Regions from separate parts of the Ovis aries genome. Here region 2 is linked to region 1. A link is a contact called in public Hi-C data. All regions are on one chromosome and are shown on one strand. The core of a region is the stretch at or near the end of the contact, and the rest is flanking DNA. Distances in the headings are between cores, read along the strand shown. Region 1 holds the start of HIF3A (hypoxia inducible factor 3 subunit alpha). Region 2 holds the start of PNMA8B (PNMA family member 8B).

Evidence for each region. A called contact is a pair of places that touch in the nucleus more often than the background predicts.
Region 2: a contact with region 1 is called in a Hi-C map of mixed tissues, with 3 times the contacts expected there. The contact joins the promoter of PNMA8B here to the promoter of HIF3A in region 1. A contact is called at or near these places in 2 of 16 Hi-C or Micro-C datasets (hypothalamus and mixed tissues).

The regions. Positions count from the first base shown.
Region 1 is chr14:53,338,763-53,345,895 of ARS-UI_Ramb_v3.0, forward strand. It overlaps HIF3A (hypoxia inducible factor 3 subunit alpha), which reads left to right and starts at 3,216. Exons shown (of 15, transcript XM_012190565.3): 1 at 3,216-3,271. The coding sequence starts at 3,246.
Region 2 is chr14:53,472,930-53,480,062 of ARS-UI_Ramb_v3.0, forward strand. It overlaps PNMA8B (PNMA family member 8B), which reads right to left and starts at 4,346. Exons shown (of 11, transcript XM_015100610.4): 1 at 4,018-4,346; 2 at 3,918-4,015; 3 at 3,690-3,916; 4 at 3,526-3,688; 5 at 3,380-3,524; 6 at 3,251-3,377; 7 at 3,087-3,249; 8 at 2,771-3,084; 9 at 2,616-2,769; 10 at 2,523-2,613; 11 at 2,201-2,520. The coding sequence starts at 4,243. The coding sequence ends at 2,435. It overlaps CCDC8 (coiled-coil domain containing 8), which reads left to right. Exons shown (of 1, transcript XM_027978517.3): 1 at 1-78.

The sequences.
Region 1 (7,133 bases), core at 1,966-4,465:
GAACGTCAGCAGGTAAAATGCCCAAGCAGATGCCCAGAAAACAGTAGCCAGTAATGCTGACTCGTCAGACTGGGTATGTTCGTGGTTCTGGGGTTTTGTTGCTGAACCCTATTTCCCTGTTGATAAAATACGCATTTTTTCTTCCAATATCCCAAACCCTAAGACTCCACCTCCACGGCACTGCTTGTAGGCAGAACTCCAAGGTAATGTTCTGTAAAAAGCGTGGCAGATATTTCCCCAAAATAGCTGCAGTAATGTTTCCAGGTCCACATGTTCTTCCCTGTGGAAGCTTGATCTTTCCCATCGAGATGTGGAGTCTCTTTCCCTCCACTGGGCAGTATTTTGTGATTGCCTTGACGGAAGGAATGCGCGGGAAGTGACGTTGGATGACTCCCAAGGCTAGGTTGTAAAGGAGACACAGCTTCTGCGTGTGTTCTCACTCAGTCTTCCTCTCCACTGGGACTTGGCGGCTATGATGGGAGGAAGCCCAGGCAGCCACATGGAAGGACCACATGTAGATGCTCTAGCCACAGTCCCCAGGGGAGGTTCTAGGTGACAGGCAGCATCAACCACCAGGAAGGTGAGTGAGGAAGCATCAGATCATTTCAGCTTCCCTTGCCAGGGGCCTGCCTGGGTTTGATCCCTGGTAGTGAACTAGGTAGGCTCGATCCCATAAGCCATGCAGCTCAGGCAAAAAAAAAAAAAAAAAAAATTCACTCCTTTTTAAAAAATCAATCAATTTATTTGACTGCATCGTATCTTTGCTGCAACATATGGGATCTTTGATCTAAGTCGTGGCATGCAGGATCTTCTTATTGCGGCGTGTGAAACCTTATTTGTAGCATATGGGATTTGGTTCCCTGACCAGGGATTGAACTCGGGACCCCTGCTTTGGGAGCACAGAGTCTTAGCCACCGGACTACCAGGGAAGTCCCTCAGACATATCCTTTTAGCAAAACTTAGAAACTATTTCAACAAACACATTTCCTGTATTGCTTTTGCTGCCAGGAACAACCAAGTGAAGTTTAAAACATTAAACTTAGATCATACCTAGATCATACCTAGATCATAGATGCCTGGCGCATCTATGTGTATAAGTTTTAGTCCTGTTTTAATTTTGTTTAACATATGCTAGTTTTCCTTGGACACCGTAAGGCCTCAGATTGGCTTTCTGCTGTGAGTTGGATAACCCCTGCTCCCTTGAATAGAATACTGCTTCTCCTGCAGCCTTTTCTAGATTTGGCCTCTCATTCACACATCTCTCTCCTGAGGTTTAGGACATAGTCCCTCAGTTTATCCAGATTCTTTGGAGGGTAAGCAGCTGACATCAACTCAACTAATCTAAGCACAGAGTAAATAAATAAAACAATATTTAACAATAACAGCAACCACCAAAAACCCCATAATGGTTCCATGATTAAAATGGTGTTCAGGTAAGGCCAGATTCAGGCACCTAAGTGCTAGTGTCAAGACTATCTTTCACAAACTTTCATTTCTGCTTTCCCCTGTGTTGACATTCATCTCATAAAGCCTTTCTTGGCAACAGAGCCCTGTAAGCTCCAGGTTCACATCCCACTAGCTTGGCAACTCCAGGAGAAAGAGAACATCTTTCATGATAGTTGCAGCAAATGTCTCAGGGCTGGTTGTCACTAGGCTAGGTTAGGTCACATACCTTCCCTGAACTAATCACTGTGATCTGAGAAACAGAATAAACTGGCTAGGTCTAGTCCGTGGTGGCTAAGTGGTAAAGAATCCAATTGCCAATGCAGGAGACCTGGGTTCGATCCCTGGGTTGAGATGATCCCTTGGAGGAGGAAATGGCAACCCTCTTCAGTGTTCTTGCCTGGGAAATCCCATGGACAGAGGAGTCTGGTGGGCTACAGTCCATGGGGTTGCAAGAGTCTGACATGACTTAGTGACTAAACCAACCTATCACCAGTCCCTGGAGCTGGTGATGGGAGGGTTACGGCCAGTCCTGCTCAAATTAAATAGACCGAGGGACTTCCCTGGTGGTCCAATGGCTGAACCTCTGCACTCCCAATGCATGTGGGCTTGGGTTTGATCTCTGGTCAGGGAACTATATCCTACATGCTGCAACTAAGAGTTCGTATGTTGCAACTAGAGATCCCATGTGCTGCAACTAAGACCCGGTGCGGCCAAATAAATAAATAAGTAAAAGTATTTAATAAATAAATAAAGAAGAGAGAAGAAGTTCCCCAAAAGAAAACTGAACGGGATACTAGGGTGGGCAAAATCCACAGACTTCTGCTATAGTGTCCTTTTCTCTGCCCAAAGCTGTATCCAGAATATTGACCTGCGGTGGATTAACACCCACTTTAGCCAATTGTAACACTCCCTGTCTACCTTCTTACTTATTTCACTGGTAGAAAGCTACCACATCTCCGCTCTTCTGAAGAGTGGGTGTGATTGAGTTTTGAAAATTTGCCTGACATAAACTTAATCACTCACCAGAGAGAACCTGCAAAGAGAGTTCAAGAGGCAAGGAGGCGGGGTTGGGGACTGAGGGGTGCCAGACCAGAGGAGCGCGGACCAGGGGGTATGGGGGCGAGACGGAGGGATGAGCGGGTGGAAGGAAGGGGCAGGGAACTGAGAGGGGACGGTGCGGTACAGAAGGGGAGGGACTGTAGAACTGGGGTGGGTGGGGTTGGGAGTTGGGGGCGAAGAGGAAAAGCGGGGGGCTCGGTGGATGGGGAAGACGAGACAGAGTAGGTGGAGCTGGGCGACTCCGGAGGCAGGGCTTGGCCACTGGAGGGGGTGGGATTGGAAGTCGGAGGGGCCCATCTGGGGGTAGAAAGTGGAGGGGTGAGCCGGGGGTGGGAGTTAGACGGTGGGGGCTGGGGTGTGAGGGACAGAGCGAACTAGGTGGGTTCAGAAGAGTGTCGGTGTCGGAACTTGGCGGGATAGACTGGGCCAGAAGGCGAGGCCCGCCGACTGTGCACCGTGCGGGTGACACTGCCTAGAAGTCCGCGGCAAGGGGTGTGGCGGTGTGTGTGTGTGTATTCCTCGGTACCCGCCCCCTGCACACACACACGCCTGGCGTTCTAAGGCTCGGTCTCTGGTCCCGCCTCTTTCTTGGAAGTGACTGACCCATCAGCCAATCAGAGCCGCGGGCAGGGCGCGGGGCAGCCAACCGTGCAGCGGGAGGAGGGGCTGAGGAGGGGGCTCGCGGGGCAGGGGAGGGGGCTAGGGGCCTCGAAGGGCTCCGGAGCTGCGACTGGCGAGTCATGGCGCTGGGACTACAGCGCGCAAGGTACTGGGCTTCGCGGGCAGGAGTGATGAGAACTGGGGGCTCTTCTTCCAGCGACCCCTGAGCCGGGAGGGGAAGGAGCGGGTGCAAGCCTAGGGTGCCCTCGGACGGGCGGTTGCAGGCACATCCCCGCCGCACCCTCCACCCTAGGGGATAGCAGGGGTGGGGGCATTTCCCCCAAGTCCAGGCTGCCACGCCCCTCTAGCCAGGAGCGACTTCGGGGTCTTGATCCCCGGTTTCCTGCTGCTCCGGGTTCGCTTCCCTTTCTGATTAGGGGTGAAACTCGGGGTCCCCACGGAATTGGGGCGGTTGCATTTGAGCAGTTCCCAGGCTTCTGCGGGAGGCATTTTCCCTCTTCAGAGTAAGTAACTTTTCTGGCCTCCGAGCCCCCAGAATTGAGGCTGTTCTTTGACGCAAGACCCCTGGGGTCCTAGGAGATACAGGACGGCCCCGAATTGAGCCTTCCCAGATAAACGGAATCCCTTGGAATTGGGAGTCGGCTATTGATTCAAGAGGGAACCTCCGTAACTGGACCCTCCCTGATACTGTTTCCCAAACCTTGGGTTGCCTAGGAATAGGCAGATTCAGGAGCCACCTGGGGGACCCTTCCCAAGGGCTTTCCTTGTATTCTTGTGAAAGGTAGGGTCATCCCTTTAATAATAGGAAAACAGCCTGACCCACTTCCCAAAGTCTAGCCTCTTATCTGACTCCTCCAACCCCACCCAGTCCCTTTGACAGTGGGAAGCGGCACCCAAGCCTTATTTGGGAAGACCCCAGAGAGGGTGCTATGCCTGCTTCAGTGCGAGCTGTGATGGGTGCGCCCCCTGCTGCAGCAGCCAGCTAGGTCATCCTGGGCAGGGAGTGGGTTTCTGTGTTCCCTTCCCAACAGGTGCAGACCTGCTGGGCAGCACAGGGAACTGGTGTTCTGGGTCCACAGCCAGGGGGTCCTGTCTGGCCATGTTTGCATGGAACCCCGGAAAGTATCTCAAGCCCTTGATTTCTCCCGTCCAATCTGAGGCGTCCAGGAAGCCTCACCCCCTTCCCTCCTCCCTGGCTTCACAGGTCTGATTGGATCTGTCTACACCCCCATGTTTTCACATCCCTCCCCCCCTCACCTATACTCCCCCACCAATTCTATTCTAGTCTCTGGCTCTGGGCCTGCCAGGGAAACTCTATCCCACCCTTTCTGGGCCAGCCCTGGCCCAGCCCCTCCTGGCTGGGTGGGGGCCCCTCTTGGCTGAGCTGGGGGCGCTCACCCCCTCCCCATCTAAGGACAGCCCTTTCCTTTGGTGTCATCTGAGCCTGCGCACCACCCACTCATAACTTGCACCCGGATCCCAGCCACGCTCCATCCCCTCCTGCACCCTTAGGATGGCATTTGGGCCAAAGAGGGTCTGGGTGATGGTGAGTGGGCCCCCATACTTCCTTCCCCCTCTTCCAGCTCTGGCTAACTGCCATCCCACCCCAGGCAAAGGTGATTCTCGGGAAGCCCCGATGGGCACTTGGCCCTGGGTGTCTCCTAGGTCAGAGGGTTCCCAGAGAACAGAGAACTTGGGGTACAGGCACCCCACTGGATTACCAGGTCCTTGGGAATGCGCAGAGTCAGGAGTAGAGAGACTCTCCCAACCCCCTGCCCCAAGTCCCTTCTCCAACCCAAACCCTGCCTCTGGCCTTTTCAGGCCACCTCAGGGCATTGCCAAGAGGATCCTTGCATGGGTTCAGCCTAAGGCCCCCCAGATCCTCTATACTTTTTGCAAGACCCCCAATACCCAGTTGATTGTCAGGAGAGGCCCAGGAGCAGCCCCGAATGTGGGGCCAGTGTCCCCACTTTCTCCGTTCCTTTGCTCTCAGGGGCAATTTCTTCAGGACAGGGAAGAAGTGGGCTTCTCCGTCTCCTGGTAGGGGGGGCACCAGGCCCTAGTCCCCATCCCAGGCCTTACCCTGGGGCCTCCCAGTCTGGCTCCACCCCCTGTTCTCTGCTGGAACACAGAGGAAGGGTGGCAGGGCTCCAGCTGCACGTCTCAACCTGGGCAGAGTGCCAAGGGGCTGGACCAGGGCTGGGCATGGGGCCAGCTGGGGAAATCCGGAGGCAGCAGGGGTGGGAGCAGGGGAAAGGACAGGGGTCCACTGGGTGGTGGAGGGGCTGGAGAGGGGTCCTTTGGGTGGCATGCTCACCAAGGCATGGCACTTAAAAGCCCAGGCCCCAAAATCAGGGTTCAAATCGTATCTCACCAGCTTCCCGGCTGTGTGGCTTTATGCCAGCAGGCTGCTCTCTGAGCCTCAGTTTCATAGCCTGGAAAATGAAGGTTCTACTTCCCATCTTCTGCACCAGATCTAGATGATGAGTGGTAATGGGACAGACCTTTGAGGCAGAATACTCCATAGGTGGGCAATAAACTGTTCAAGTCAGACAGGATTCTGGGCAAAAGCAAATGCGTGATTGGATTCACAGAAGCGTTGAGCATAGCTGCTGCGCATTGGTGGAGGGTCCTGGGATTACCAGCTTGGTTACTTGGGCTGATAATGCAATTGCTTGGAGACTCAGTTTCTGACTCTGTAAAAGGGAGATCACTTTTCCAGGTGCTTAGGGTTGTTGAAGGAGAAGGCAATGGCACCCCACTCCAGTACTCTTGCCTGGAAACTCCCATGGACGGAGGAACCTGGTGGGCTGCAGTCCATGGGGTCACTAAGAGTCAGACATGACTGAGCGACTTAACTTTCACTTTTCACTTTCATGCATTGGAGAGGGAAATGGCGGCCCACTCCAGTGTTCTTGCCTGGAGAATCCCAGGGATGGAGGAGCCTGGTGGGCTGCCGTCTATGGGGTCGCACAGAGTCGGACATGACTGAAGCAACTTAGCAGCAGCAGCAGCAGCAGGGTTGTTGAAGGGAGTTAATGGGATCTCTAAGCTCATAAGTTTTCAATACACCAGCGCTATCATTATTATTAGTATCACTATGATTTAGTCTTTTTCTCAAAGTATTGTGTAAAAGTCACGTGTGATTGCACACGCACAACACAACACACCATGGGGTTACCACCGAAGCCCAAAGGTTTCTCCAGAGCCTACGAGCCTCCTAAGCCTTCCATCCCTGATGTGGACAAAGAGGGAATAATAAAAGTTGCCTGCAATGCCGGAGACCCAGGTTCGATGCCTGAGTTGGGAAGATCCCCTGGGGAAGGGGATAGGCCACCCACCCCAGTATTCTTGGGCTTCCCTGGTGGCTCAGACAGTAAAGAATCAGCCTGCAATGCAGGAGACCTGGGTTCGATCCCTGGGTTGGGAAGATCCCCTGGAGAAGGGCGTGGCAACTCACTCCAGTATTCTTGCCTGGAGAATTCTGCTGCAGTACATGGGGTCGCAAAGAGTTGAACCTTTATATAGCATTGACCAATTGCCAGCCTCAATTCTAAGCCCTTGACATACAGTAACTCATTTAGTCTTCACAACAGCCCCATGAGTATTTGTGCTGTTCTTGGGCGCAGAGAGGCCGTGCCACTTGTCCAAAGTCACACAGCTAATAGATCATGGAGTCAAGACTGGAATGCTGAACCAGAGGAATTAGCCCCAAGTCTGTTTAAAGAGAAAGGCCAGGGACTTCCGTGGTGGTTCAGTGGTTAAGGCTTCGCCTTCCAATGCAGCCGGTAGGGGTTCCATCCCTGGTCAGGGAGCTATGACCCCACATGCCTCTGCTGCTGCTGCTAAGTCGCTTCAGTTGTGTCCGACTCTGTGCGACCCCAGAGACGGCAGCCCACCAAGGCTCCCCCGTCCCTGGGATTCTCCAGGCAAGAACACTGGAGTGGGTTGCCATTTTCTTCTCAGGGCCAAAGAAAAACCCCAAAACAAGAAAACAGAAGCAACAT
Region 2 (7,133 bases), core at 3,096-5,595, 140 kb after region 1:
TACACTTTCACTCCCTGCCTCCTGGAACTGGAAAAGAGGGCGCAGGTCAACATGCAAATAAAAATATTTACCAGCTTATTTCTTGGCTCTGGCTTGGCAACTGAAAAATGCTCCGGGGTGATTTTGTCACAGCCTGTGTCCCCTTTACTCCCACCGTCCGTGATGCTTACCCGTGTTAAAGTCACTTTTCCTGCCACTCCCACCTGGGTTCTGCAGACTTGGTGGGTCCAGGTCCTGCAGTTTACATGCTTCATCCCTTCTTGGTTACCACATACAGAAGAATAATTTGGGGAACATGTCCAACGTGTGGGTTCAGGGGCCCTTCACATCAGAGCTGTGAGTTGCTAGAGCAGGCTACGAGGCCCAAGAATCTGGGGCAGCTTGGTCGCTGGATACATTGGGAAAAAATCAGTGCACTAGGAACAAGCCAAAGAACTGGATTGTGGTGCGGTAGTGAGCAATGTATCAAGTTGCTACAGTGAGCTTATAATCGGGTTGCTACGCACCCTGGGAGCTGGGGGACTTCTCTCTGTATTGTCTGTGTCCCCCTAACGCGAGGGAAAACAGACAGCAAATAACCATGCCCCGGCCTCGATAGAGGCCGGATAAAGGGAAATTCTTAGAGGTAAGGCTAAAGCCCAGCTAGGTCCTCCCGACAGGCTGCAGTCCTGGCCTGGACTTCTTAGACGTCATTCAGTAGATCTGTAGGTCTGGGGTGGGCCTGAGAATATGCATTGCTAAGAAGTTCCCAGGAGATGCGGATGCAGTTGGTCTCAGGACCTTACTTTGCAGCTTTACTGGAAAGTCAGTTTTGGGCTGCCTGGCATTTAGAAAACAGGCGGAACTTCAAAGCGGTGGACCCCAAGAAAGGTAATGGTAGTCATGATTTAAGCTCTTGATCTTAGGGCGCCTCCTAGTGGATGAACAGGCCACGACAGCGCTTGCCTAGGTGGACGCTTCCTCCGCAGGCCTAGTTCTCAGCGGGGCGGGGCGTGCTGTGTGGGGCGGAGCCTGCAATGAGGAAGGCGGGGCCTCGTGGGCTCCGGACCCTAGAGAACTTAACAGTGGGAAAAGCTCATCGGTGTCTGGCTTCTCCCTCCGGGCCCTTTCAGGACCAGATGACACTCCCGAGAATCTCAGGATGCCACTCTCTCCGTTTGAGCAGACCGAGGGGCGGGACAGCTTCCTCCTAGGGATCCCAGGACCGGGAAGGGGACACGCTCCCGGCATGTCTGCACGCTCCGACCCCAGGGACCCCGGCAGAGTTCACAACTCCAGTCACGTGGAATGTAATTAGACGGGCAGCCCTGTGAAGGCAGGTGGCCTATTTGGAGACATGGTCCCTCTATGCCCAGCAGGGAATCCTGGCACCCGAGGCTTCAAGAGTTACACATGAATAAACCCCAATCTCCACAGTGGCTTGGGGCTTTTGCACGGGATGTTCTGCCTCCTGAGTGCGCTTCCACCAGGCAACCGCCCGCCTCACCCCTTCCCTCCAGCGCCCAGGGGACTGTCACCCCACGGGAGGTGGGTAGGGGAGAGTTGGTGGGACATCCTGGGGGAGGTGCACTGCTTGGTACTGCAGAGAAAAGCCAACACACCGTATGTGAATTGTCCCAAATTGAAAGTGTTGCTAAGAAGTCCCATTGTTTGAAAACACTGCAGGTCGAGTGTCAGATTCAGCCTGTAGACACCAGCAGGAGGCCTTGGCCCTGAGAAGCTGGTGCGTTTGTACCAGCTGCACTTCAGATGGGCAGGGACTTTCCCTCTCCTTCCCCTCCTCCCCTGCCCCTGTGGCTGGTCTCCACCCCTCCCTTCCCCTCCCCCACCTCTTCTCCCCTCCCCCAGGAGCACACCCCCCCTGCCTCTCAGGCTTCTCTTCCTGGAATCCTCTCCTCCCCACCCCGAGCAGGAGGTTTAGCTTCCTGGCTCAGCTGCATCCTGACACTCCTCTTGCCCGGCTGGAACCTCCATCACACAGGCCAGCCCCCATCAGATTGGAATGAGGAACAGAGGCTCACGGACGATGGCCAGAAGCATGAGTCTGGAAGGGATCAGGGCTCCACCGAGAACAAGAAAGAACGCCCGGCACTGCGGGCCTCCCCTGGTGCCCGGTGTCCGCGGACACACTCGCCCCTGTGCTGAGCCAGGAGACCCAAAGCCAAGCCCGCTGGGTGGGCCCTGAGACCGCCCCGTCACCTGGGGCTGCTGCCTCCACGGGCGCTCATTACAGTTACATTCTTCTTGCGTCAGGATCGCTCGCGCCACCTGCAAAGGAGGGACTGAAAAGACTGGAGAGCGAGCGGTGGGCTGCGCGCAGAGAAGAGCCGGGAATGCATGGTTCGGCCAGAGCTGCCACCACGGCGGGGAGAGCGGAGGGAGCGCCGAGCTGGGGCCCCACCGGCAGCTGCAGCCTCGCCCCCTAGGAGCGGCCCTAGCGGCACATGTGGTGCAGCCTCCTGCCCCAACCAGTCTTCTTCCCACGCGCCGACTTGGAGCCCGCGGGCGGCTGAGCCCTGGGCCGGCCTCGGCCTGCGTCCCGGCTCCCGCGCGCCCCTTCCTGCTCTTGCTTCCCGCCGTCGCCTCCTGGGCTTTCGTCTCGGGAGGGCGCCCCTCCAGGCTCGGCCGCCGCTCCCCTCCTCTCGGGTTTTGCGTGTTCCCCGATGGGGCGGGAGCTGACGCCGCCTGCTCGACCCAGGGCCCTGCAGGCCGTGCGGGCCCGCTTGGTCCAGGCGCTTCCTGGAAGCCCGGTCCTCGGACTCGGACTCCGCTCTCCGCATTCTCCGGCGCCTCTTCCGAGCCTGTGTCCTAAACCCCCTCCGACGCCTCCTCCCACTACCTGTTCCCGCGGGCCGCCTGCAGCGCCAAGACCTCCCCCAGGTGGCCTTTGGACAGTTTCAACCTCCCGCCCTCCCAGGCCTTTTCCTTTTCTTCCTCCATCACCTCAGCCACGTCGTAGTTCCCCGGAGCGCCGCGAGCTCCAGGAGCCCTCGGCCCCACCTCTTCCTCTCATCCCCCCCAGCTCCCGAGAGCGCCCCGGGGAGCCTTCTTGCCCTTGAAGGGGGTCTGGGGCTCAGTCTTGGTGGGGAGACGCATTCATTCCAGCAGGTGTTGTCGCTGGCCTTCCTCAGGACCACGGCGGCCACCTGGCAGCCTGCCTCCTGCACCTTCACGCGGTTCCAAGCGTCCTCGGCCCTGACGGACAAGACCTCGAGCAAGGCCTCTTGTCTTCCTTGTCCTTCAGCCCAGCGACTCCATCCCAGAAGCCATTTTCAACACCTCGTCCTGGGCAGAGGGGTCTGTATGAGGCACAAGGGCCACAAACTCAGGATTGTCCACCCTCTCTTTTTCTTGATCCCCGTTTTCCTGGGACTCCTTTGGGAGGCGTCGCTGTCCGCGGTCTCCTCATCAGACGCGTCTCCCACTGCCAGAATGGCCGATAAGTCGACCCCCGCCCTAAAGGGGAATCTTTCTCCTCTTTTTTTGGCTTTGTCCATCACCGTTGCCAGGGCCAAGAACTCACGGAGGACCTTGCTCGTCATCTCCTTGGCTCTGGAGGGCCCACTACCTAAGGAACTCCTCCGCGGAGGCCTGCAGCCTGCTATGACCCTCATCCCCGCTTAGGTCCTCCCGGTCCATCTCCTGGATCGCGAGCCCCAGGCTCTCCTCAGAAGAGTCTTCCGAATCCCGCTTCCCGATGTGGATGGCCGCCCTGCACGGTCCCTCTTCTGCCCGTCTGTGTCCGCCTGCTCCTTCTGGTTCCGTTTCCGCGATCTCGACGACGCGACGTTCTAGCCGCCCCAGGAGCGGGGTCAGCCTCCCTGACCGTCGGCCCCGACCCTCGAAGCTGAGTCTCCGAATCGGGAGGAGTGGACCTGTCCCCAGAGACCCTGGCCACTGCCGCCTCGGGAGGAGGGGAGTTCATCCAGCAGCGACCGTCTCATCTGCCTCAGGACCCTCGTGTCCTCCGCGCTTTCCTTGCACAGAACCCTCTTGACGCCGTCCCTGCCCGGATCTCCCCGGGGATGGCGCTGTGATTAATGTTCTCCACAAACTCCATTACGGTGGCTTTGGCCTTCTCGACCCTCATGGACGTGGCGTTCCTCAGCCCGAACGTGCCCTGGGGCAGGAAGACCGGCTGCAGGACCGCTTGGATGGCCGCCGGCTCCACGTCCTCTGGGAGGCCCCGTGCACGTACAGGGCCAGCCCCCTGCACCAGTCCCCCCAAAGGGCCCGTGGCCATGGTGCCTCTGGCGCTGATCGCGGAGCAGGAGGGAGCCCGAGGCGCACGTGGGCTGCGGGGTCCTGGGCAAATGCCACCCTGGAACAGAGCCGTGGGTCCTGGAGTTCAGGTTCAGATGAACGTGACCTTCGGGCTCCTGCTGCTTCTGGGCGGCCGACCCGGCGGCCCTTCCTGAGGCCCCCCTCCTCATGGGGTTCCTAGCACCCACAGGGAGTTTGCGTGGCAAATCCAGAGATGCCACCGGCCCCTCCGCTCCGCCCTTTGTGCCTGACCGAGGCGGGGTGACACGGCGGCGCCCGGGCCAGTTGTTGGGGAAGGCTGCGCGGTCGGCACCTAGAGCCGCGGGGAGAGGCGCGTCCCCCTTGCCGCGCCAGGGCCATGTCTGGCCATGCGGCCTCCGCTCAGTCTCTGCAGTTCCGCGCGGAGGCGGCTACTCGGCCCTGAGCCTGCGCACACAGGCTCGCCCCTGCTACCAGCTGGGCCGCGTCACCATGGCAACGCCAGGGCTGCAGCCTGGGTCGCAGTTGCTGGGGTCTGAAGGGATCCAGCTCTAGACGAGCCCAAGCAAAGGAAGGCTCTGGGAGTTGGGATCACCATCAGTGATGAGCCCCCCACCACACACCAAAGGCCATAATCACAGGGGGCAAGACAGCAGTTAGGGAGACCCGCGATCTCCTTCAGGGGTAGACGCTTCCAGCCTTCCGCCGTGTACAGGTGGGGTTCAGGCTGCAGAGACGTAGATCAAGAGCCTCTGGCTGCCCACGGTGGAATCAGGACTCACTCTTGAGGTGCAAGCCACGCCCAGAGTTTTCAGGCCTCACTCAGTGGAAATCGGCTTCAGTAGGGATACACAGGCCTCGGCTGCGAGGTGCTGGCATCCTTTAGGGTCCACAGCCCTCACTGATGGGGTCTGGCCTCGCTCAGTGAGGCCTCACTCTTACAGATGTTTCTGTAGCCTTAACCATGCACCTACTATTAACTACGTATTTTTGCATATGGTTCCTGTGTGGGTGTGATCAGCAGTGAAATCAGACATCACTTCCGGAAGAAGACCGTGATCCTGACTGGGTCCATAGGCTGGGATGGGTGAATGTCATAGCTACTGGGAACACACTTCCCCTTTATCATCCTTGCTAACCCTCACCCCAACTCTACATGAATCAGGCACTGTGGCCCAGCCATTGGGTTTCCACTGCTGCCCTCACCATGACTCTGGGAAGTTTCCTGGGCTTCTCTACACCTCAGTTTGCTCCTCTGTGAAATGGACATAACCATTAACCCTACTCATAGGATCTTTGGGCTTCCCTGGTGGCCCAGATGTTAAAGAATCTGCCTGCAACGTGGGAGAGCCAGGTTTGATCCCTGGGTTGGAAAGACCCCCTGGAGAATGGAATGGCAACCCACTCCAGTATTCTTGCCTGGTAAATCCCATGGACAGAGGAACCTGGCAGGCTACACTCCATGGGGTGGCAAAGAGTCAGACATGATTGAGTGACTAACGCTTTCACTTTTCACTTTCATAGGATCCTTATGGGGATTAAACAGGATGATCCACGAAAGCCCTTGGAACAGAGGTTGGCCCAGAGCTGGTGCTCCCTGAAAGATGGCGATGGGAATTCATTCTTTCTTGACCCTTTATACAATCATTTAATATAGATATATACATTTAATTGTCAAATAAATATATAAAGAAGGAAATTTTTTAAAAAAAGAAACCCAAACACTTCATTTTTGTTTTGCTTTGTTTTTAATGTAGGAAGAGAGTTTATTGCAAGGTTACCATGGCAACTGGTTCTAGGACAAACCAAACTGCTTACTCACTCTCCTACCTGCCCCCCAGCTTTCATTTCCCCTGCTTCTCCCTTTTCCTTTCCTTTCCATCAAATGGGTGTCAGTCTTCTCTCTAGAGCAGTGTGGTCTGAAAGAAATATAATGCGAGCCCCCAAGGCAAGCCACGTGTGTAATACATAAGTTTGCTAACGGCTACCTTCAATATATAAAAAACAGGGGAAATGAATTTTAGGAATAGATTTTCAATTATTTACATTATTCATTATTTACAATAGCCAAGATATGGGAGCAACTTAAGTGCCCATTAACAGATGAATGGATAGAATTGATAAACAAGATTCCTTCATCTTTATTGTATATTATAATATATAGAGTATTTACACATGTATTTATATATAAAGAAGATTATATATATATATATATATATATGGTTGAGTAATATGCCACTAAATATAATGGAATTTATTATTTAAAGACCCATTTTAAAAAGTAAAAAATCTTGCCATTTGAGATAACACTGATGGACCTAGATGGTATTGTGCTGAGCAAAATAAGTCAGAGAAAAACAAATACTGTATTATTTTACTTATATGTGGGATCTAAAAACAAACAAACAAATGAACAAACACAACAAAACAGAATCAGAGTTACAGATACGGAAAACAGACCAATGGTTGTCAGCTGGTGGTGGGAGGGGTGAAGAAGTAGAAAGAGATTAAGATTCAGAGGCAAGTCCCTGACGTATATTTCAGGAGTTTCTATTAACAGCAGTTTGACCTCTGGAGGGCAGTTTGTAAACGTGATCTGGGCACCTGAAGCGTTTAGTGCCCCATTTGGGAAGCCTGTGTGTAGGCTGCCAGGAACAGTCATGAACTTTGAACCGATCCACATCTTCCCCTACTTTGGGGGATCCCTCCAGGCATTCACACCTATACAAAAAAAATCAGTTCACAGTGATCTCAGCTCAGACCCTAACTCCATGTAACATACACACAGAGAGCATCGTTTTAAAAGTGGTTTTCATCACCACTGACTATGGCAGCTTCTATTCTAGGCCCCCGCCATCTTTCTTGCATAATTCCAGTTTCTCTTCGTACTT